Regions from separate parts of the Larimichthys crocea genome. Here region 1 is linked to region 2. Evidence: chromatin contacts called from public Hi-C data. All regions are on one chromosome and are shown on one strand. The core of a region is the stretch at or near the end of the contact, and the rest is flanking DNA. Distances in the headings are between cores, read along the strand shown. Region 1 holds the start of ssr3 (signal sequence receptor, gamma). Region 2 holds the start of ccnl1a (cyclin L1a).

Region 1 (5,091 bases), core at 802-3,301, 150 kb after region 2:
TGACTGTAATGGGATGTGGTTGGGCATTCGTGAAGAAGTAAGAAAAGTACAGAAAAGAGGAACAGCCCAATTGATGTTGATTGCAGCCGCATTTGTATCACTCCTCACCCTTTGTCTCTTTATTACTTTTTTTTACATGTATTTTTGTTGAACCCCCAAGATGTTCTTGCACTTGAATATCAGTTTATATCACAATCACAACCTATGTTACAATATCTATAGCACATTTGTATGTAGACGCATTGTACAGTGTGTATAGGGGCATAACTGTTGGCAAAAATACATCGTAAAAAAAGGAACAAAAAAAATAAAGTTGGGAAGTAGGCGGCAACTAACCCACCGTAATATAGAAAAATAATCATTTAAAGGGCAGTGTCACCCATATTACATAAAAACAGATTATATGTTAGAGGCCCATATTGTGTTCCTTTTTTTTAAATTAAAGTAGATCTAGGTGCTATATAAATAATTACATAGTATGTATCAAAACACTTGGTCGATGCACACAACCCGTATTTAGAAATTGTGCCTTTAAACCAACTTACCGTTGGTAAGTTTGTGATGTCACAGCTCTACAGTCACTGCCCTCTGCAAGGCCACCTGTACCGGCCCAGGTAGGCTGCAGTCTACTGCAAAGCCATGTGCCACTCAGAAAACAAAAAAAATACAACATAACACAAAACACTCTTGTTGTAGCTTTGCTGGAGAAATGTGAACAGATGTAAAAACCATATTGAGATTTTGGCACAAATATATCTTCTACTGTGTATCAAAAAACTTCAAATGAAACACCAGAAAAGTGTCAAATGTGGGACTTTTACAACACGCTAACAGTTTTCATAGGTTTTTCTGACAACTGGTCATTAGCACCAGGGGCACCATTAGGGGGTGAAAAGTTAGGATGATTCTGAGGGCCTGTGACTGACAGGGGCCCTGAAAAAATATTAGAACATTAGTTTATTTTTTATTAACATATCATTTATGGATTTTAATGGAATATTTAATTTATAATCAAACAAACACTTTATCTGTATGCAGAATGTTTCCTGTATGTCTACACAGTGATATATATTGTACAGTTAGTATCGGACTATATAAAAGAGTTGAAGCCTTCACAGGTAGAGGTGTGGTTACAGAAACTGCACATGGTTGGCGTTGCCTGTGTGTGATGGTGGGACCCAGTGTGATATCTTTTAATGGGGTCCAAAATCCCTGGTGGCGCCCCTGATTAGCACCACCCGCTCCCTTAAAACTGACTTGACTTTAAATTAAACAACATGTTTTCACTTCAGAATGTTTTCAGTGAGGACGCAGGGGCGTCGTATAGGGGGGAAAAGTTGGGACAATTCCAAGGGCCCACGACTGACAGGGGCTCCAAAAAATAGGTAAACACCAATCTATCTAATCTAATATATATTTCAATATAATAATGAAATGAATTATCTCTTTGTTTTTACGTGTTTTGGGCCAGTAAAACGTTAAATAAAAATGCCCTTTAGCACATTTTTATGGTGGTTTTTAATCTTGCATCGAATAGTGAACTGCACTGCAGACTGTGTGCAGACTTGCATGCATGTACAAATCACCAGCAGTAAATATTGTGCTAGTACTAGTATTGAACTACAAGATGCAAAAGCCTTTAATTAGAGTTATGTAAAGCTTTTGATGGGATCACTAGATCCTAGAGATGTGGTGACAACAGCTGCGCAGAGAGGAGGGGGCCCAATTGGATTTTTTTGTCATGGGGCCCAGAATTCCTGGCGGCGCCCCTGTGAGGATGACAAATAAAAGTATAAAAATAAAAGCGTGCAGCGCCCTAAACCTTAATCAGTATCATTGGAAACACTTGTGATCAGCAAAATGATTGCTGTGGAAAAGCTCTACTATATCAGGGTAAACGTTAAATAGGCATATATAATAATATAATAATATAAATATAACAGTGAGCTGACCTTTACAGTGAATGAAGCCAAACTGTGCTGCAGTGTCTTTGTCCTCCTGCGGGGGGAGGGCAGCAGTGAGCTGCAGCGTCTCCACAGAAGAAGAAGCCGCTCGGCGTATGTCCGGGTTAGTGCTGACGCGTCCCTCTTCTCTCCGTACACCGACGTGTCAGTCTTCTTGTGTCCAGAGCTGAGCAGCAGCAACAGCAGCAGACACGCCGGTCAATCCGCAGACATGGCTCCCAAAGGCAGCAACAAGCAGCAGTCGGAGGAAGACCTCCTCCTCCAGGACTTCAGCAGAAACCTCTCGGCCAAGTCCACCGCGCTGTTTTACGGGAACGCGCTCATCGTGTCCGCCATCCCCATCTGTGAGTACCAGCTAGCTGCTGCTAGCTCACACTGATTCATTCAGACTCACTCACCTGTGTGTCTGTCACTTTTTAAACATAAAAACACAGTAATGTGATGTGCTAAAGTAAAAATAAAGTGTGGCTAAGTTACTGTAAGTGCAGGTTTGGTTAATAGTAACAAAGAGTATCTGTAACTGGGAGTAGCAGCATAGAAAACACAGGATGAACCTGGTTTACAACATGTACATAACCGACATAAGGGCTGTGTAGCTGTGGCTCAGGTCGTCCACTAATCAGATGGTCGGTGGTTCGATCCCCGACTCATCCAGTGTCCTTGAGCAACATACTGAACCCCAGAGTAGCTTTGTTTAAAGGCGTCAGCTAAATGTAAATGTAAACATACTGCATGTTCACTGTTATCATCAGTAGTGATTGACTCTCATCTTTTCCCAGGGCTGTTTTGGAGGATCTGGCACATGGACCTTGTCCAGTCTGCGGTCCTGTACGCCGTGATGACCCTGGTCAGCACCTACCTGGTGGCCTTCGCCTACAAGAACGTCAAGTTTGTTCTCAAACACAAGTAAGAACCGCGTTTCTCTTCGCTGTACATTAGTTGGATCAAGGCTGCACATACGTCGCGTCACACTGCTGATAGCACCGTGTAAAATAAATGTAATGGCTCATTTGTTGTTTCAAATACATGAGTGGTTCATCTCGTCAATTTCTGTTTGTCGTCTTTCGCTGACTCGTCATGTTTGCGATCTCTCTTCGTCCTGCAGAGTTGCCCAGAAACGTGAAGATGCTGTTTCCAAGGAGGTAACCAGGAAGCTGTCTGAGGCAGACAACCGCAAGATGTCTCGCAAGGAGAAAGACGAGAGGTGAAACACGCGTATCTTTTACCTCAGTGTAGCCTGTTGGATGCTGGGTGTTTACACTTTTGGTTTGACAAATTAAGGGTGTTTTCAGTGCAGTGTGTCAGACATGAATGTGCAGAAAGCATAGATGTAGTGCTGGTGTGTGTGAAAGCAGTCAGTAAGATACTTCACATAGTACAGGATACGACAGATGCTGACTCAGTTAACCGATCAACTCCAACCAGGATCACCCCAGCAAAATATTACCTTTACACCTTCTATCTGGATGCAGTGTCCCAGTTAAGAGGCTTTGAGTTGACAGACTCGACAGTCATCTTTTGACTTTTTCTAGAATAAAAATGTTGAATCAGTGTAAGTGGTGGCTTCTCTGCAGAGTCTCCGTACAGTCCTTTTATTTTTTACATGACCACAAAGGTGACTGACATTGTGTTTTCCTCCGTTTGTCCAGGATCCTGTGGAAGAAGAACGAGGTCGCTGACTACGAAGCCACCACCTTCTCCATCTTCTACAACAACACTCTCTTCCTGGTCCTCGTCATCGTCGCCTCCTTCTTCCTGCTCAAGAACTTCAACCCCACTGTGTATCCTTTACATCAGACTGTACATGTCAACAGCACTCGGATATTTACAATTATCAGTTATTAAATACTTATTTTTATACGGCATCGGTCTTAAAATGGCATGAGTGCAGTCAAGTTTTTTGATTATACCTGAGCTGTATGAGAATATTCATTCATTCTGCTCAGTTGAAGGTTGATGCACACACAAATCCCTTCGAAATCTCAGCTGAATACATTTTATAAGGTGTCATTTATCGCTCTGCTGATGCTTGTGTTTACCTTAACCTGCTTTTTTTTCCCAGCAACTACATTCTGTCGATCAGTGCCTCCTCCGGACTCATTGCTCTGCTGTCCACAGGCTCCAAATAAAGGAGGAAGAAAAATTGGAGGGATGAATGGGTGGGCTTGGATTAGGAGTGGGTAAAAGACGTGTATGCTATATTGTTTTTCACTTAAGTTAGGAATGGGGTTTAAGGGGGGGCGGCGGCGGCTAGGATATCACATTTCAACTTCATGAAATTCATGATCAAATGTCTGGAGGGTGTTCCTCCAGGTCTGTCTTCTGTTTTTTGTAACAAATAAAGCAACCAGGTATACTTCTCATCTCTGTTGTGCCGTGTCATGTGTTTTTGTAGGCTGATGACTGACAAACAAAAAGCGAGACAATGATGGTTCCATTGGCAATGCATTTATTCATAATCACACTTTCATATAGATTATTTACAGAGAAACCACATGTCCAGGAGAGAAATAATACACTGATGATTTACATCTGAACAAAAACAAGAACAGAACTCGACATGTTGTAGAAAACAACACTGATCCGTAAAATCGGTTACACTAGTTGACATTTTGATCAGAACTGATGTGGGCTGGCTTCATACCAGAACAGAAGTCATGGTTGAAGTTCGTGTCACATCAAACTTTTCATGTCATCTGAATCAGTTAATCTGTGGCTAAATGTTCAACTCTTAATTGTTTCCGGCTTTGTCCCAATTTGGTTGTCAAACCTTCTCACCAGGGTTGTTGAAGAAACTGATGATCATATTATGACCAGCTTCTCTAAATTATCAATGTATTACATTACATGCCACTAAACTGGTACCCATAGGAAAGTTGTATTGCTTGATCTTCCCTCTACAGAAAGCACAGAAAGTTTGTTGGAGAGGCTGTGGAGCTGTTAAAAACTGTATCCCCTTATAAAGACAAACGCATGCTTCATAAGGCGAATGGCTACTTAAAGGAGAAAACACTGTGTGCTACTGCATCAGCAATGCTGCTAAAACACATTTACTTATGTGATTTTACTATTCCAGTAAGATTTTTCTGTAGAAACGGCCTAAATAAAGGACAGAACAAAACCATTG
Region 2 (5,203 bases), core at 926-3,425:
AAGGGCACAAATTAAGAAGTTGTGCCTTGCCTTACACTTTTTTAATATGCACTCCAAATCTTAAAGTGAGTTTGTTGAGATCTAATTTTCAGTGTAACGTCAAACTCAGATGTTTTACGTAGACAATTACACTTCTGAAACTACCAGTGAAGCGGAAACTGAAAAGTTTTAAAATGGTTTAGAGTACATGGATAAACAGAAGAGCACTTTCACAGCAAAAAAACACATCGACATCATATTGAACAAAACCAAAAAGCAATGCAACATGTTGCATGTGACAAAAAAAACAAAAACATTATTTGCATTAAAAAAAGGGAGGACAGAGTTCAATGTCAGTGCTTACTTTTTGCCTCTGATCTGCCTCAGGTGGTGGAAAACGTTGATGACGTCTCGTATTCGTCGCGGCGCTTCTTCGATCTTGGAGGCCAAGTTGATACAAGCCATGGCAACAATCTGGAGAGAAGGTGGATGAAGCAAAAGAAAGAAAGAAAAAAAGTGGGAAGAAAGAGTTCAATAACTGGAGACCAGAGACACGGTGCCCACATATGACAGTATTAAAAAAATATACAACAAGAGGACAAACAGCCAAGAGTCCTATATCTCTAGAAAAATGAGGCCACTGTGTGAGAATTAAGTAATTTTATACATGGTTTCTGCACCTGCACCTGTTGACAACTCACAAGATAAATGTGTAATGTAACCTCAGATTTCAGCCACATTCTTGCTAGAGACCAACACTTTTAAGTTGATAAACTAGACACCAGATTAAGGCTGTACAATAATGTTATGAATAGACTGACGTAATAAAGATGAATCATTAGTACTAATAACACATCCGCGACTGTCCTGACTTCCGCACCTTCAATTCTCTAACAAAAACACACCTTTTTTAAAATCGCCTCAGCTCAGTCTGTTGTGTTTCTAGTGAACTCTCTCGTATTGTTTTGATGACTCGATGTTCTTATGTAAAGCGTCTTTGAGTACTTTGAAAAGCACTTTTAAATCAAATGTATTACTATTATTGATAAGTTACAGCCCGATATAAAAGACAGACACGCTATGTTATAAATACTCATGTGTGATCTGGCGTGGACTTTGAGATAGTGATGGCATTAAAGACCCTTTATAGCAATGTTAATTTTATACATGGTTTCTGCACCCTGCTGGCAAATCACAAGATAAATATATGCGTAATGTAACATAAATAGATTCTCATTCTTGCCATAGACCAACACTTTTAAGACTAAGGCTACATATTAATGTTATTAATAGACTGATTTATAAGGATTAATCATAAGTATTGATGAGTTACAGCCTGACATGCTGTGTTATAAACACGTGTGTGTGATGTGTTGACTCGTTTTATCCGTGGACTCAGACACAGTGCTGTCTGTGCTCCGCGCTTTGTCTCCACAACACTTCAGACTGAGCCGTATCGACAACATGGCTGCCGTCAACGTACCCACTACGTTAGGCTAAGCTATGCTAACACTCAGCGGCCTGACAATGACCCAGAAACCGGCTCCGACTTACCTCGAAGCTGTGTTTGACGAAGGACTTGGAGTAGAAAAACCGATGAAACAGCACCTGTCCCGTCGCCATCGCCACCTGTGGAGACAAACACAGCGGTTTGCAGTTTGTTCTCTCGTCTCGTCTGAGCTGGCCTAACCTTGCACAATGGACCGGCCGCCATTTTAACTCCACCACGCCAACGTCAAAGAGCTAACATTAGCACGCGGCTAACAGCCAGGCGGTGCGGTGTTGTGGTTTAAAAAAAAAAAACATAGCAGCTTTTGCTCGTTGTGAATTTAAAACATTTATTATATGTTGTTGCTTGACTTACTTGAGGTAACCGGAGCAGAATGCCCGCCGATTGGATCAGCTCACATCCAAGGATGCGAAGGTCGGTCTCCGTGTTCAGGTCGAGGCCGTCGAGCATCGACGGCGTCGGAGATAGCCTTTCCTCCGGTATGAGCGAGTTATCGATCGTGAGGTACACTTCCGAGTAAACTTTGTCACCGATGAGAATGCCATCGTTGTTTGTGGACGCGTTAGAGGATACAGACAGAGGACCTGCGGCCATCTTCACCCGAGAAAAACACACACAGCAGTTAACAGTTAGAGCTCGGGCAGCCTCGACGGAACGACGGCGGTGACTGACAAAGTGCGTGACGTCACCATCCTGTCGACACGCAAACGTCTGTGCACATCCGCGGCGGCAAATAGTTTCGCAGTGTTGACTGACCAAAAACTACATTAGATTAGATTAGATTAGATTAGATTAGATTAGATATGCTTTATTTATCCCACCACGGGGAAATGTATTTGTTACAGCAGCAGAGGAAAGTACACTACAGAATTAGAAAAAAAAGTAGAAAAGGCAAAAAACAACAACAACAAAAAACACATTAAACATACAGAAATGTCTATAACATACACAATAAACACGAAAAACAGACAAATACTGAGGATAAAAGTGGCATGATATATAAAAAGAGTATTGTAATGTAAAGTGACCATAGTGTAAGAAAATATAGCAAAGAAACTGACCATGATATAAATAATAATATTATTGCAAGAGTAGTGACCATAACATAAATAATATTACAAGAGTAAGTGACCATGATATAAATAGTAACTGCAAGGAAATAAAATAGAAAAAAAAAATGCAATGAGACATGAACAGGAGACTACAACATGATCAGGTGGTGCAGGTGTTGTAAAGTGTGACAGCAGCAGGGATGAGGTGGTGGTGTAACAGTCTGCTGCTGAAGGAGCTGCTCAGGGACCCCACAGTGTTCACAAACGGTACAGAAATTTAATATATATTAAAATTCACATTTCTTTATTAATTGGTCACTCATTTACCCTTTCTTATTTTTTACTCCTTCATCTAAACTGTCACCAGATTTAAACTGTAGACTCTAAATAAAATTACGTATTAAACAAATAAATAGTTAATACACAGAACAATTGGCGTGATATTTATTTGTTTTCCTTTTTATTTAAATGGAAAATCGTGTCATGCTTCCTTCAAGAGCCACACGTAAAGCCCAGTTTTCTAACTTTAAAAGTATTTAAAAAATGACAAATACGCCCTAAAACATTAGTTCTTGATCAACTTATTATTGTCAAACATTACAGACAATCCGATCTTGCAGCCATCTGGGAAATGTGGATTAGTTATTATACAAGGCTCGGTTTTACCATTAATTATAGCACTGCACGTCGCACCAGGTTTCGCAACACGGCGGTCTGAGTCATCGTTGTATTTCCGACATCGCCCGAAGGCAGCACAGGGAAGCGACTCACCACCAACGGTTCCTGTGACGTAGTTTACGGGAAAGTCCGGACTTCTCACCAACATCACTGGAACATATCCATCCGCCAATTAATTTAAAAAAAAAAAGAAAAAGAAAAAAAAAAGAAATACAGCAATTTAATCAATTTGATTAAGAAATCAGTGTTTGTGTGACTAATTTACACAGACTGTACCGATACAGAAACCTTACAATAATACATTTGTATTTAATTGTTTATATACATTTATAGCACTCAGGTAAGAACAGGAATGAATGTGTCAGACAAATTCAGAACTTAATTTGAAACTGGCATTTATTGTGTTAAAGAAGGTGCAGCTCCATATGAATAGTTAGGAAAAGGAACATTGTGTTCACTCGCTGGCACAGCTCCTGTGATTTTATAGCCTGAAGCCTTGTAGTAACTACAAATGGACAGCAGAGAGAACTAGAGACACGCAGGTTAAGGTTTCTAAAAATTGGGTGCACCAAGTGAAGCCCTGGGCTCCCTGAGGTTATAGAGTTTATTCTTAGAGGACCTGACATTGTACCATATCCAACAACCTGATGCTGCAGTGCAGTTGACTGCAATGTTTAAATATACTGCCTTTACTGCCAACTTATTGGCTTATGGGCCTGTACTGCTGCAAGTATATATGTGTGTGTGTGTGTGTGTGTGTGTGTGTGTGTGTGTGTGTGTGTGTGTGTGTGTGTGTGTGTTGTTCTGCTTGTGTGTTTCTGTGAGTTTCCACTACTCAAATAAATTATAATCTGTGGCAGATCCTGCATTATTGCATAATTTTGAGGCCCTGTCTGCCTGTTCTGTAGAAGGGGCCCAGGTCAAAATCATATTCTAAGACTTATTAATTAATTTACTATATATCTATAAATACTGCATCTGAATAAGATGCAGTGTCTACTTGCAACCTTTCATCACAGTTTGTCCACCAAGGGCTGGTTTTCCTCTCTAAATGTGTCAGATTGTTTAACTGAAATTTATATAATATATACAGTATATATATAATTTCACCAAAAGCATGAAGATGAATTAAAAACAATGTTTTTTTAAACCTTTTCCATCAAGTAACCCATCAGATGTATCTTCTGACCCATTAAACTGGTTTACATCATGCTCACATTGTGTATATTCCTAAACAAAATTCCTTTTTTAGTCAAATTACCACAAACCAAATGTAGTTTTCCAGCAACAAGAGCTAAGGGTTTTTTCCAGGTCTGCAGGTAAATACAGTGAAGTTTCCACGTTTAGTCTGCTGTCTGCAGCGTACATGTGGACAGCGGGGTACATACACGACTCACAGAGGGAGGAAATGGGGGGTTCAGTAGGAGCCCAAGGGCAAATCATTGCCCCCTGTCCCACTAACAGTTTAATCCTGCAATTATTTCCTGAGGTTATATACTGTATATTTGCATGTGAGTGTCCAACTGTAATAATGTAAACAAAGCCTAACATGTTTGAGACTCTGTGTGGTGTACACACACACGCAAACACACCTACACACACCTACACACACACACACACACACACACCCCTACACAGACCTACACACACAGATTTACCTCCTCAGTTTTACTAATACACCACAAGAGGTGGCAGACTGAGGTCTCATTGTCCCCGTCATTAACCAACACCTACAACCAGCACCTCCGGCCCTCGCACTTACGCAGTTACCACGACGACAAGAATACTGAGCATTCTTTCTCCGGTTGCCTGGGTGACACTAATTATAGGGTGTGGGAGGGCTCACGGGACGACAGAATTCCGGAACGACCATAACGACGCAGGAGAGAGGCGTTCAGGGACGCCCAGTGACGAACAAGGGCTTAGTTATACACACACGCCAAACCCAGGAGCGTGTGTTTACGGGGAACTTGCACAGATTCCC

What was found. A called contact is a pair of places that touch in the nucleus more often than the background predicts.
Region 1: a contact with region 2 is called in a Hi-C map of muscle, with 5 times the contacts expected there. The contact joins the promoter of ssr3 here to the promoter of ccnl1a in region 2. A contact is called at or near these places in 5 of 7 Hi-C or Micro-C datasets (all in muscle).

What each region holds. Positions count from the first base shown.
Region 1 is chrVII:10,785,929-10,791,019 of L_crocea_2.0, forward strand. ssr3 (signal sequence receptor, gamma) reads left to right here and starts at 2,052. Exons shown (of 5, transcript XM_010737351.3): 1 at 2,052-2,308; 2 at 2,744-2,870; 3 at 3,070-3,168; 4 at 3,614-3,745; 5 at 4,027-4,327. The coding sequence starts at 2,176. The coding sequence ends at 4,093. It overlaps kcnab1a (potassium voltage-gated channel subfamily A regulatory beta subunit 1a), which reads right to left. Exons shown (of 14, transcript XM_010737349.3): 14 at 4,397-5,091.
Region 2 is chrVII:10,639,508-10,644,710 of L_crocea_2.0, forward strand. ccnl1a (cyclin L1a) reads right to left here and starts at 2,176. Exons shown (of 10, transcript XM_010737354.3): 1 at 1,844-2,176; 2 at 1,534-1,608; 3 at 344-453. The coding sequence starts at 2,083. lekr1 (Leucine-, glutamate- and lysine-rich protein 1) reads right to left here. Exons shown (of 13, transcript XM_019278971.2): 13 at 2,757-3,369. The coding sequence ends at 3,367.